Linked DNA regions of Sus scrofa: region 1 is linked to region 2. A link is a contact called in public Hi-C data. All regions are on one chromosome and are shown on one strand. Each heading gives the region's core, a stretch centred on a gene start, on an enhancer-like site or on the middle of the called end of the contact. The rest is flanking DNA. Distances are from core to core; before and after follow the strand shown.

Region 1 (6,321 bases), core at 1,048-3,547, 190 kb before region 2:
TGTGTCGCCATCACCCACACACAAGGACACGGCCAGTCCCCGGCAGGGAGGGGCCCGGACACCCGCGGAGCCCTGATCCCAGGGGCCCGGCCATCTTACCCTTTCTCCAGGGTCGCCCACTTGGCCAGTGGGACCCATCGTTCCTGGAGGTCCCGGGAGACCCTAGAATTAAAAACAAAATGAGGCAGAGGTCAAAGATGCAGCCACGGGGCAGTTCCCACCTGGCGGGGGTTCCCGCTTCCTGCGTGGTGCGGGGGTGACAAGCCGCCAGGGGCGTCTGCTCCTCTTTTCCATCCACGAGCATTAAAGGGCCTCCCTCCAGCCTGAGCACCTCCCCCAAGTCCTGGGAGATACACCCCGACACTCACCGCGGGGCCTTCTGGGCCGGGCGGCCCCTCCAAAAGCATGCCCTGGAAGAGACGGGAGAGCGTCTGAGATCCCAGGGTCCTTCCTCATCCAGAGACCCCGCGTGGGCCAGGCCCAGGGACGCCTCCAGGCTGGACGGACCAGAGGACCGGAGATCGGGCCTCTGGGGCAGCGCCCTCCGCCTGGCAGGGGTCCTGAGCAGTCTCTGTAACGGGGGCTGTGGTGCGGCCACGGCGACTCCCCCGAGCGTTTCCAGGGCAGCAAGAAGCCCACAGCAAACCAAGAGGCTTCCCTCGGAGCAGCTTCCAGAGGACAGGGAGGGCCAGGACCCCCGGTGCCACTCGGGTCCGCCTGCCCTCCGCGGGGCAAGGCCTAGGCAGGCCCTGGTGATTGCCACTGAGGGAGCCGTGGGCCCCAGGATGAGGGGCCAGAGAGGGTGGGGGGACGGCTGCGGGTGGATTGCCGGGGGACAAGAGGAGAGGGGCCCCACGGGCTGAGAGCCCCACCTGGAGAGGCTTCAGGCCCGGGGAACCTCAGGCCTGGGGAACCTTCAGGCCCAATTCCTGAGACTGCCCCTCCCCCTCCAGGCAGGCCACGCCTCACCCGCCGCCCACCCAGCAGCCCCAGAGCAAGTGGGAAAACTGCCAAATCCACTGGACCCTCGGCCATGCTCCCCTCCCAGGCCCTTCCCGGGCTGGGACGAGGTCCCCCAGACCTGACCATTGCCCCCCAAATAGGGACAAGGCCCCCCGCCCCATCAGCCTCCGTCCCTGCGTGGGTCTCCTCTCTGCTGTGAGGTCAATGCCAACGTCAGGCAGGCCCCGGCATCCCGGGTGTTCTGTGCCCACTCGGGGGTATGAGGGGCTGCACGGCCCCACGGGGGTCTGCAGGCTGAGAGTGGGGGGTGGAGGGCGCTGGAGGACAGGCGCGGGGCGGGCTTCAGCCACACGTGGGGCCACTGGGCACAGTGACACCTCCCTCCCCGCAATGTCCTGCGCTGCTGGGACCCCTCGGGCCTGCAGCCGGCCTCCCCCCGCTGCCCCGGAACAAGGCCAGGGCAGGGGCCGATCAAGGCCGGGTTTTTCTTCGAAGCGGAAACCAGGAACCGCTTCCTGGGGCACGAGGTCAGCACAGGGGGCGGCCAGCCGGCCGGGGGGACAGCGGGTCCCAGGGCTGCCGCGTCCCTCCCGCCCCTGCCGGGGCTGCCCAGCGGCAGGGAGGAGCACCCTGTGTTTACACAGATGTGCGCTCGGAGAAATGTTTGCAGGCGCGTTGCACACAGACAGCTCATCCCACAGCCTCCCACGACAGCTTCCCTGTTTCCTTCTCCACGCAGGCAGCTGAGGGGGCTCGGGGCCGAGCGGGGATGAGGACAGGAGCCCAGGCCCTGCGGGCTGCAGGACACCGCAGCTGTTTCCGGGACATGCCAAGGGCCATCGTCGGGGAGCCGGGGCCTCAGTGGGCTCGCGTGGGAGGACCGCCCTGGGCCGGCTGGGGGAAGGCTGCGGGGCCACCGGGCAAACGAGCAGGTTGAGGCCACCACCCCACCGAGGACCGGTCCTGTGACACGGGAGCCACGCCCTCCTGCTCCAGCCCTGCTCCCCCTCCCTGACCGGGGTGTCAGGCCTCCGCCTTTGGCCGAGCTCGAAACAGCTCTTAACGGTGGATGTCTATGCACCTCCCTCATGATGAAACCCTGAACGTGGAGACTGCTGGTCCCCGAGGGCCTGGGGCAGCCGGATCCGATGAGCCCGAATCCGCTCAGCTGAGGGGTTCCTGTCCTTTCAAGGAGCCCCCGAGGCTGCCGAGCCGCTACAGAGGGAGGGTACCGGATCTGAGTGGGAAAGAGCCCCCACCCCTGGGGTGGGCGGAGACAAGGAGCCGGTTTCAGTGAGTGACACACCCGAGGGCGAGTGGCTGCGCAGGTGGGAGGGGAAACAGCCCCCCCCCCCCTCCACGGGCCTGGACACCGGCCGCAGCCGTGAGACCCCGTCGGCCACCTCCCAGGACGCGGCCATCTGTTGATGAGGAACTAAGACTTTGAGGACAGCTGGCGACACTCCAGGTTGAGAAATTCCAAGTGTTTACACCATCTCCCCAGGGGGACCAGCCTCGGCCCCGCAGACGCTCCGAGCAGGCTGGGGGCTGGGCGGGAGCAAACGCCAGGACCCGAGGGGGCGGGCAGCGTCCCTAACCACATCCAGATGGCTGGCTTTTCCCCCAGCGAAGACGGAGTGGATTCTAGGGACACGCTGTTTGCATTGGACGGCCTGGGCGTGTTCAGCCCTCACCAGCGGTGCCTGGTGCAGCCGGGCAGCTGGACTCCCTGGGTGCCGCCTCCACCCCCAGCCCCGACCTGGGGTGTCCAGCTGCCATGAGTTTTGCACAGGGTCAGCCCAGACTGGGGGACGTGTGAATGGGAAGCTCAGCCAGACCTAGGTGCTGCCAGGCCTCCCAGAGCTGGGACCCAACCCGGGACCCCACAGAGCCCGGCTCCTGTCTGCCTGGGGCTCCCACTCCTCCTGGACGAGAGGCCCCTTTCACTGTGGCCACGGGGACGCTACGGAGGACACCCAAGTCCACGGCCAGGTCAAGGCCATCTGGGTCGTGCTCCACGCACGGCTGGACCACGGAAGCCACAGCAGGGGTGGCCCACCTCCTGGCATACCCCCAGCCCTGCAAGACGGGAGGGGGTCCTGGGCAGCCCGTCCCTTAGGGGAGGCTCCAACCAGCGCTGGCTGCCTGCCCCTCCCTGGGGTGGCCTTTCTCCCTGCACCTGCACTTGTCAGGATTTTTCATGTCGCTGAGCAAGGGGCCCCCTGGTACCCATGCCCGCCTCCCTTTGGCACCTCTGTCCCTTCCCCAAACCCCATCCTTCAGCCTCAGACAGGCCCTGCATCCCGTGGACCTTCAGGGAGCAGGGAAAGGGGATGTTCTCATCCGAGCAAAAGACGCGTGTGCCCAGTGACCGCAGCCCAGGAGAAAAAGATGAGCCACAGCCCTGAGACAGGCCAGGGGAGTGGGGGGCCGAGCAGGACGGTCATCTAGTCACCCCCCATCTTGTCTGCCATGGCCACGGGCTCTAAGGGAGATAAGGTTCCAAAGAAACCTTCCCAGCCCACTGGAGGGGTGGGGGCCCCTCCATCCCGCCTCCTGGGGGCCCACGATCAGAAGACCCTGGAGCCGCCACGTCACATTCTGGCTCAGCCACTGGGAACCGAGTGCTGGCAGTGGAAGCCGGGGCCCAGCCCAGCCTCGTGACCGGTCGAGGGGCAGGACACTGGCCTCCTCCCTCCGGCTCTTAGAGGACGTGGCAGGGGCGGACCTTGGCAGCCGGCCTCCCCACTCTGGTGTCCAGGGCCGCTTCCCAGCCCACAGCCGTGCCCACCACGAGCAGTCCCAGGGGGCCCGCTCCAGGCGATTAATCGCCTGGCACCTCGCCCACCCCAGTTAGGGCCCTGACCTGGGCAGCCCTCGGGCCACGGGGTGGGCCCTGGAGGGCCCAGCGGGAGCAGCTCCCTGCAGGCAGGGGACGTGCCGACACAGAGGAGGGCCCCGCCAACACCCACGAACCCACTCCTTGCACACGGGACCTCTTGGCTGTGGTCCCAGCGGTCGGAGTCATCAAGGGTCACTAACTTGCCCGTGGCCCATCACCTGGCTCAGTGAAGTGCCGCTCAAGCGCCGTTTGAGCTGACAAGCAGGTTTCCGTTCCCCGTCCGCAGCAGCAACACGGCTGCAGAGCCAGCGCGGAGAGGCGGGTCCGACTACGGCTCTTGCCTCAGACCCGCAGCTCCGGGTCCACGTTCAGCCGGCGGACCCTCCACCCTCCAGGGCCCTGCCTCCCAGAAGCTGAGTCTCTTTTCATCGAGAAGAAATGCATGCACGGTGACGTGCCCAGCTCTTAGGTGGACACGGCACAGGGTCCTGACCCACAGGAACCCGGGCTGCCCAGCCGAGGTCCAGAGCCCTCCCCCTGCTGGGGGGCTTCAGCAGCAGCAGGCGCGTCCTTGCGGTGGCCCTGGGCAGAAAGGGGTCCAGCATCTGGCCATGTCCTGCCCAACCCGCCACGTGCCCCGAGCTGCGACCCCCACCCCCCCGGCCGGTTAAGATAAGAAAGCGCCTTACGGGTTCGATGATGGCGGGCTCTCCTTTTTGTCCTTTCTCGCCCCGCGGTCCTCCCATCTGGAGTTTGAAAGACGTGGCGAGGAGAGGGAGAGAAGGAAGAAGGCGGCAGTTACCCCACGGCCACAGCACCCCAGGGGCCCCGCCCGAGGGCCCGGGAAGGTGCCCTCCGAGGCGCTCACCCCTTCGTAGATGGTGTCCTGGTTGGCGGGCATCCCGGGCCCGATCTCCGACGGGGCGATGGTGGGGTCATAGTACGGGTCGTAGTAGCTCTCGTCCGGGTTCTTGATGGTCTCTTCCGTGAACTCCGTGTCCAAGTCGTCCAGCCCTTCCTCCGGAGGCGGAGCCGGCTGAGGGGGAGGCCGGCAGGCATCAGCGCCAGGTAACGGGGCGGCACAGGCCCCCAGCCCGGGGACTCCCAGGTCACAGGACACGGGGAGCCTGGAGGGGCCCTTGCTGGGGGGCACCTTCCACCTTCTCGTGACAGGGAAACCCACCCCCAAACCCCAAGATGCCTTGGCAAACCAGGGCTGCTGGGGGTGGCCATGCCGTGCCAGGCTGCCCCAGGCTCTTGGGGAAGTCGGGGCCTCCAGGGGCTCCCCCCTAAGCTCGGGGTCTCAGGACAACATGCCCCTAACCCGATGCCCGCTGGCAGAGAGATCCAAGGCCGTGAGAAGCCCTGCGTCTGCTCTGGGGCCACAAGGAATTCAGCATCAGCCATTTGCAAGGCTTCGCTATGTGCCACGGGCTCTGCTCAACTCTCTAATCTGGAGACCTGGCCATGACCCCAAGAGGCAGGCATGTCCCTCGTGTAAAGGGGGAGTCACGGATGTCCAGGGAGATGCCAAGTCAGGGCCGCCTGACGAGAAAGCCCACGGCTGTGCCCAGCACCCCTCGGCCTCGTGTGCCAGCTGCCCGCCCAGAGCCCCAGCCGTGTGCCCATCCAGCCTGCCCTCTCCCAGGCCACAGTGAGGACACCGCGAATGCAGGTCCTCACCCACCTGCACCCAAACCCCAGAGACCTGGGCGAGGCCCACGCCACCCATGTTGCCGGTGACGAACTAACACGAAGATCCCCTGGGCAAGTTCGAGATTCCAAACTCGGGGGCAGCATTTAAGCCAGCCCAGGGCCGAGGGCCGCAGGGCGGGGGCGGGGGCGGGGAGCGGGGTGGGGAGCAGGGTGGCCCCGCCCCCGCCCGGACCCAGTCGCTCAATTACGTTGGAGGCGTTGGAGGTGAGGACGGTGCTGGTGGGGACCTCGGCCCGGGCGCCCTGGTCGGGGTTCTCGTCGGGGCCCTCGAGGCCGTCGCCGTAGTTGAGGTCCTCGTACGGGGGCGGCGTGTAGTAGTCCTCGCTGGGCACGTAGTCGTAGTCCCCGAGGCCGGGGTCCTCCTCCTTCCCGGCCGCCTCGCTGGTGTCGGGCACCGGCGCGCTGGTGGGGGGCTGGGTCTGCTCCTGGAAACCGGCGGACACGCGGCGTCAGGGGGCAGCCGGTGCGCCAGGGACCAGGGCAGGGGTTTCCCCTGCGGCTTGAGAGGCAGGCCGACCCATCGGACAAGCGAACCCCGAGGATCCGGGCACAGGGGCCGCCGGGGTCTGGGGAGTGCTGTGACGCCAAACCCCAGAACGGGGCACTTGAACTGGGTCCAGGCATCTCCAAATTGGTGCGAGAGCCAGACCTTCCAGAGTCTTAGAGCAACGTGGGCTGGGGTCCCGTCCACCCTGGGGGAGCGGGTGGTGTTCCTTCACAGGCATGTCCCTGGTGTCCCCTGGCACCGAGGAAAGCCCCCTGCCCCACACCCCCCGTAAGGACAAAGCGCACACGGCCTC
Region 2 (5,909 bases), core at 3,359-5,858:
CGAGCCGCTTGGCCCCGGGGTCATGACGGAGGGTCTGTCCACTTCCCAGCTTCCCCCGGCCGTCGCGACTGAGCACAGCTGGGACACCAGCCAGCCTCCTCTGTCCCCCGATCCTCCCTTGCCTCCCTCCGTCCCCCCTCAGCTGGCGCAGCCCAGCACAGCCCCCAAAGACAGAAGCCGAGCAGACAGACACGGTGCCGGCCCGGCTCTGGGCAGGTCTGTCACGCTGGTTTGGCTCTTGGCAGGTGCCCTGCGGAAACCTTGGATGCCTGGGGCGGGGGGGTCTTTTCATCCCCATTTGACAGACAAGGAAGTTGAGGCCGGGGAGCCAGTGACACGCCTGAGGCCAGGAGACCGGAGTTGGGACACGTCCCCCACGCTGCAGCCCTCCCCCCGGGACAGAGTCTGGACCCTCAGGCCCCCTGGGCCCATTTAGGGAAGAAGGCAGGCGGGGACCCTTGGGGCCCAGCTCAATGCCAACACGGATCCCACCTGTGGGTCAGACCCCAGGTCCCTTTGAGGAGAAGAGCCAGGCGGAGGGAAAATGAACTGCAGGATGGGGCCCCGCTGAGGGCCAGGGGACCAGGAGACGCTGTGAGAGTGACCACACGTGACGTGAAGGCAGTGGCTTCCCCTAGGCCACACCCCCTGTGCTGGGAAGCCAGCCGCCGTGTTATAAGGTTGCTCAAGCAGCCCTGTGCACCCTCCTGGGGGACCCACGTGGCGGCCACCTCAGGAGCAGCTCCTCCTGCCCGGGTCAAGCCGTCAGAGGACGGAGCCCCAGCCGACACCTGGCTGCAGCCAGAACCACCCCTGACCTGCAGGAATCATGAAAGATGCTGAGTGGCTATTGTCCCTTAGCCACTACCTGTGGGTGGTCTGAGACCCTCCACGCTTCCTCACCCTCCAGAAGGTGGGGGATCTTCTCCCAGGACCCACCTCTGTGTGTGCTACCCGGTCCCTGCCCAGGGAACACAGTGCGTGCCCCCTCGCGTGTGAGGCTCAGGGGAGCCTCTGAAGGTGACATGGACAGAATGACGCCACGTGCCCTCGGCCTCTGAGCAGCCCTATCAGGAGACGGTTCCTGCTGAGGTTGGGGCAGGGGGGCCCTGACCACCCGGCCCAGGCCTCCCCCACATGTCCGAGCCCTCAGCTGCCCATCCCCGACGCAGAGGAGTGTGGGCAGCTGTCACATCCAGGCCACCTCACCCGCTGACGGCCACCCTGCAGCATGAATCTCAGAAACACTGCAACCAGCGGGGACAGGTCTGCTCAGAGGGAAGGGAGCCATTCTGTCCTCTGAGACCCCCGCCTTGGGGACTCATTCCTGCCGGGCCCTGCCCGCTCCCGGCGCCCGTTACCCAGAGGTGACACGTCAGCCACCACTCTAGGCTCAGCTCCCCATCTGCAAAGCGAGAGCTTGTTCTGGGGGTGCCAAGAGGCCCTAAAAGATTCCCTCTCAATGTCAAGAGACAGCAGCCAGGCAGGGGCCTCACGGCCCGGACAAGTGCCACTGCCACCACCACTAGCCGCCACCCCCGTGGCCCTCACCCTGAGTGGAACGTTCACACCCAGTGGCTCACGGACTTGTCGCAACAGTCACATCGTGCAAATGGGGACACCGAGGCTTAGGAGGCCCATCATTACCCGAGGTCAGAGAGATGGTGGGGGCGTGGCTGGGCACCCCCCCCCCCCGTCCTGCCGCCCTGGGACAAGCAGGGCCACTCACTCTGGGCCTCAGCGGGGAGACAAAGCAGACACGGTCGGTCCCCAGTGGGCGGCGGCGACTGCCGTCAGCGAATATCAGCCTCCAAACGTTGCAGAACAAAGAGGATATTTGCACAGTCTCACCACAGCAACCCTCGCCCACCCCCCAAAAATACACCCTCATGAGTGGCCTGGAGCACCCAGAGCCCAGATGAAGAGCCGGGCCAGGGCAGGCTTGGAGGGCTTCCTGGAGGAGGCTCAGCCCCGAGTGCTCGGCAGGACTTGCAGAAGGGGGGCAGGCCTGCCTCCGAACAGGGCCTGGGCACTCTGCGTCCGGGGCCCCATCAGCCTGGATCACTCTGGGGCTCCCAGCCTCTCCAGGCAGCAGGCACTGGGGGGCTGCCTTTATCTTCTGACTTAAACCCTTCCAGTAACCCAGTGAGGCCAGTGCTACCGAGATCCCATCTCCCAGACGGGGAAACTGAGGCTCAGAGCCATGGGCGGACAGCTCAAGGCCAGGCAGACTGTGGCTGGCATCGCTGGGAGTCACACCTGGGCCAGTCTTCCCGCAAACAGGTGGCTTCTTGGGGCCCACACAACTAGCACTTTTGGGGGACTCGGCAGACGCCCTGCCCCCGGCTCTTCTAAGGGATAAGACTTCTGATCACGAAAGCGTAGAAGACGGAAAGGTCAGACTGCGTGGCCCACAAGGCCAACGCCACGGAATCCAAAGGAGGAAGCAGCTCGGGCCGGCGGGGCAGTCCAGGAGGGCTTCCTGGAGGAAGGGCCGGGGATGGCCAGTGTTCCCTGTCAGAGCCCCAGGGCCACGTCGCCAAGACCACTTGGGGATCATCCACTTGGGGTCTTTCCTCGGCTGCATCCACGCCCAGCCAGGAGGCCCCGACACAGGCTGGAGGCCAGCTGAGCCTCAGAGAGGAAGAGGGGGCCCAAGCCCCGAGCTTAGCCAGGACCCCCCATCCCTGCGGACCCCCCGCCCCAGGACACAAGGCTCTTGATCAGCGCGTGTCCGTGGGCTCCTGGGGGGAAGGAGGGCTGTGTTTCCTGTGGGGGCAGGAGGCTTTCAGGGGCTCCGAGGCGTCAGGGCCAGGATGCCCCAGCGGAGAACTGGCCTCGGGTGACACCTCAGTGGGAAGGTTTCAGGGTAGCGGCTCCCAAATCCCTCAGCATCCGCACACGCCCACAGCACTGCCACCCCCCCAGCACCGCCCGTCTCTGCAATTCCCGAGAGGACGCTCCACCTCCTTACCCCAACCTGCCCGCAGATGGTTACGGAAGGAACCATCCCCTACAGCCAGACCTGGACATTCGGACCCCCCCCCACCCCACCCACCACCGCAGGCAGGGAGAAAGGCGAGGCCTCGGTACAGTGCTTGCTGGAGGCTGACCAGCGGCCAGAACCGCTCGTCTGACCCCTGCCTGGCGCTCCAGCCCCACCCCAGGCCCACGGAACGTCCGGCAAAGAGCATCAGCCCCAGGACAGCGCAGCCCACGGCCAAGGCCCGAGCAGGCAGGGGGAGGGGGACAGAGAGCTCCCTGCTGGGCGAGGGCCAGCGGCTACTTTCCATGGAAAAAATGTCTTCAGACCCCCAGAGCCCCGGAGGCCTCAGCCCACGGTCAAGGCTCTGCTGTAGCCACTGCCGAATCGCTTCCTGGACAGACAGCCCCCCTCGCCCCCAACCCCGTTCTAAGCCAGGCTCCGCCCCCTGCCCCTCGGTCACAGCGAGGGCCGCCTCCAGGCTGAGCCGCACCGCCAGGCACCACGGCCCCCAGCAGACCCCTGGCCCTCTGCTCTGGCCCGGCCCCACTGCGAGCCCCCTGTCCTCCAGGAGGTCGCCGGCCACCTGCACAGTGGAAAGGAGAGCTGCGGCTGGTTTCACGCTGGGCCCTCTGAGCCCATGGGGGGCTTTGCTCAGGGGTGACCCTGGAGGGCGGCCTCTGGCCCTGGCACCAGTCAGCCGCCGATAAACGCCCGTCCACTGGAATGAGACCCCATCTGTGCTCTGTCACTGGGCTCTCTGCTAGGTTTTATTTCAAGAAATGTTCCTGAGACACAACGCTGGCCAGCTGTGCAGACCCCTCCAGAGTGACTCCTCAGGGTTGGCAGGGCTCGTGCGTGACGGGGCTTTAGGAGTGGCTGGCAAGGCCCTTCCTGCCCAGGTAGCCCTGCCTCTAGGGGTGGGAGGGGCCTGAGGCTGTGGTGAACTTGGCCCCGAGGCCTGGGTGTGCGGCGTGTCCATGGGGAGTCCGTGCGGGGGCCACGGGGGGCACGTCAGCTCCTGTCCAGTCTCAGGGCCCCTGGCTCAGGGACAGGCCCCCTGGAGATCCCATCTGGAGGTGCTGGGACAAGCAGGGTCCTGACTCAGGGGCCAGGGACAGGGGTGGGCTACCATCCTCGCTCCCCTCCAGGGCCCACGGTAGCCAGATGCTGGGGACACCGTGAGGGTCCCAGCTCCTGGTCCCCGGCCTCAGGGCAGACAGTGGAAAGAGCTGGAGTCCTGAGGGCTTGAGCCAGCCCCGCGGCCCCAGGGGGCCCTCCCAGACCCGGGGCCTCTCCGTGTGGATGACGAGGCCTGGAGGGAAGCGGAGCAGGCCCAGGAACCCGGCAGTTTCCATCCGGGCCAGCGGGCTCTCGGCGGGGTTGGGAGAGACTGAACTTTTCGGGAGGAGCCTGGTGGGCGGCCCCCTCCTCCCGCCTGGCTCAGGCCGCGGGGCGGAGACCAGATAAGCAGGACTCCCCGTGCCAGGGACCCCGTCCCCCCGCTTCTGCAAAAGACCCCAGGTCTCCAGCTCCCCGGGCTCGAGTCGGCCTGGGACCTGCTTCTTGCAGCAGCGACGTGTGTGCCGGGCCCCAGGCGCTTCAGAGGTTCCCCTGACGTCACCCGCATGGTTTGAATGGGCAGTGACTTCGAAACCCTCAGAGGCATAATTGCAGTTGTCTTTGCAAAGTGAAATCAGATGGTTTTTCCAAACCTCCGGGCCCGGCCCTCCCCCACCCCCGCTCCCACTCTCTTTTTATTCCGCTCCTTGGACCCCGGCCAGATGTTTCCTGCAACAGCAAACCCTCCAGACGTGGACAAAAGGAGAAGCGAGCGCGCAGCTTCCTGCCGGCTCGGGTGGAAGTGGCGACGTGGCAGGGCGGGATGGCGGCCGCTGCTGCAGCCGGGCCCCGGGGCCCGACGCCCGCGGGACGTGGCCGAGGGGCCCCAGGGCCCCAGGAACAGCCCCTCTCCATGGATGCAGGGCCCTGGCCCGGCTGTGGCCCTGGGAAGAGCCAGGCAGAGCTCGAGGGCGGGCCTGGGGCCCCGGCTGAGCCGGGTGGGATCCCTGCTCCGCGCTCACACACGTGGGCCACCCCCACTGGTCACCTCTCCACAGGCGCCCCCAGGCGGGCTTAATCTTGATTCTTTGTAGAAACGCTTTGGACAATTCGTTGTCTAAAGGTTTTTGTGAACACAGCGGCTTCCCGGGCGGTTCCTGCCATCAGCCTGGGCAGCACTCAAGCAGCCTCACCGGAGACCCCAACTGCAGCAAGAGAGACTTCAGTTAGACCAAAGAAGACCGCAGGGGTGGGACCCAGGAGGACCTGGTTACAGACAAGTTGTGAGAATATCCTCCCACCCCTCATCCCTGCAGCACATGAGAGAAGGTTCTGGAAGGCACAGGCACATGCACAACAGCCTCAGAAAACAGTGGTAGGACCAGATAATACCATCCAGTGGCCTGGCCAATCCAGCTAAGATTTATGACCCAGCTATTTGTAGCTAAACCTGTACACCCCACAGTGTTTGTAACTAAAAGATGGCAAAATATTGGCACAGGCTCACGGGCAGAAATAAGAGGATTTAAACCAGCAGTTCTTCAGGGGGCACCTGCTAGGAGTTCCCTGAAAGTCCTTGTTTTCTTCAGACCCTACCTGGGGAACCAGCAATGACATTAGAAAATGTTCTTTTCCCTACTGTGTACCCAGAGAACTCCTATGTACCCTTCAGTGCCCAGCACAAACGCCACCTCCTCCGGGTAGCGTTCCAGCCATTTCCCCCACAGGCTGCTCCCTCCTGTGACTTCCCACAGCACCTTGAACATGGCCTCCCCACCCACCCCCGGCCCCGATCAGCCCACATCTGCTGCCCGCATGCAGCCCCAAAAGAATGTTCTAGACTTTCCCAGTCTCATATGCCAGC

What was found. Hi-C and Micro-C count contacts between places; a contact is called where the count stands out from the background.
Region 1: a contact with region 2 is called in a Hi-C map of retroperitoneal adipose tissue, with 3 times the contacts expected there. The contact joins two enhancer-like sites. A contact is called at or near these places in 1 of 5 promoter capture datasets (liver), 17 of 47 Hi-C or Micro-C datasets (adipose tissue, brain, embryonic fibroblasts and 12 more) and 1 of 2 datasets of contacts at active chromatin or transcription factors (skeletal muscle).

The regions. Positions count from the first base shown.
Region 1 is chr1:273,999,282-274,005,602 of Sscrofa11.1, reverse strand. It overlaps COL5A1 (collagen, type V, alpha 1), which reads right to left. Exons shown (of 69, transcript NM_001014971.1): 7 at 5,710-5,946; 8 at 4,674-4,841; 9 at 4,495-4,551; 10 at 369-410; 11 at 100-162. Among named protein-coding and RNA genes, the nearest start is that of COL5A1, 68 kb to the right of the region's middle. Within about 2 kb of position 2,297, at least 18 of the 83 cell types and tissues checked have an H3K27ac peak or open chromatin away from gene starts, as enhancers often do. A contact at or near this core is called in adipose tissue, omental adipose tissue, retroperitoneal adipose tissue and 1 more, where this site is marked.
Region 2 is chr1:273,808,985-273,814,893 of Sscrofa11.1, reverse strand. No RefSeq gene overlaps it. Among named protein-coding and RNA genes, the nearest start is that of RXRA, 110 kb to the right of the region's middle. Within about 2 kb of position 4,608, at least 29 of the 83 cell types and tissues checked have an H3K27ac peak or open chromatin away from gene starts, as enhancers often do. A contact at or near this core is called in adipose tissue, omental adipose tissue, retroperitoneal adipose tissue and 1 more, where this site is marked.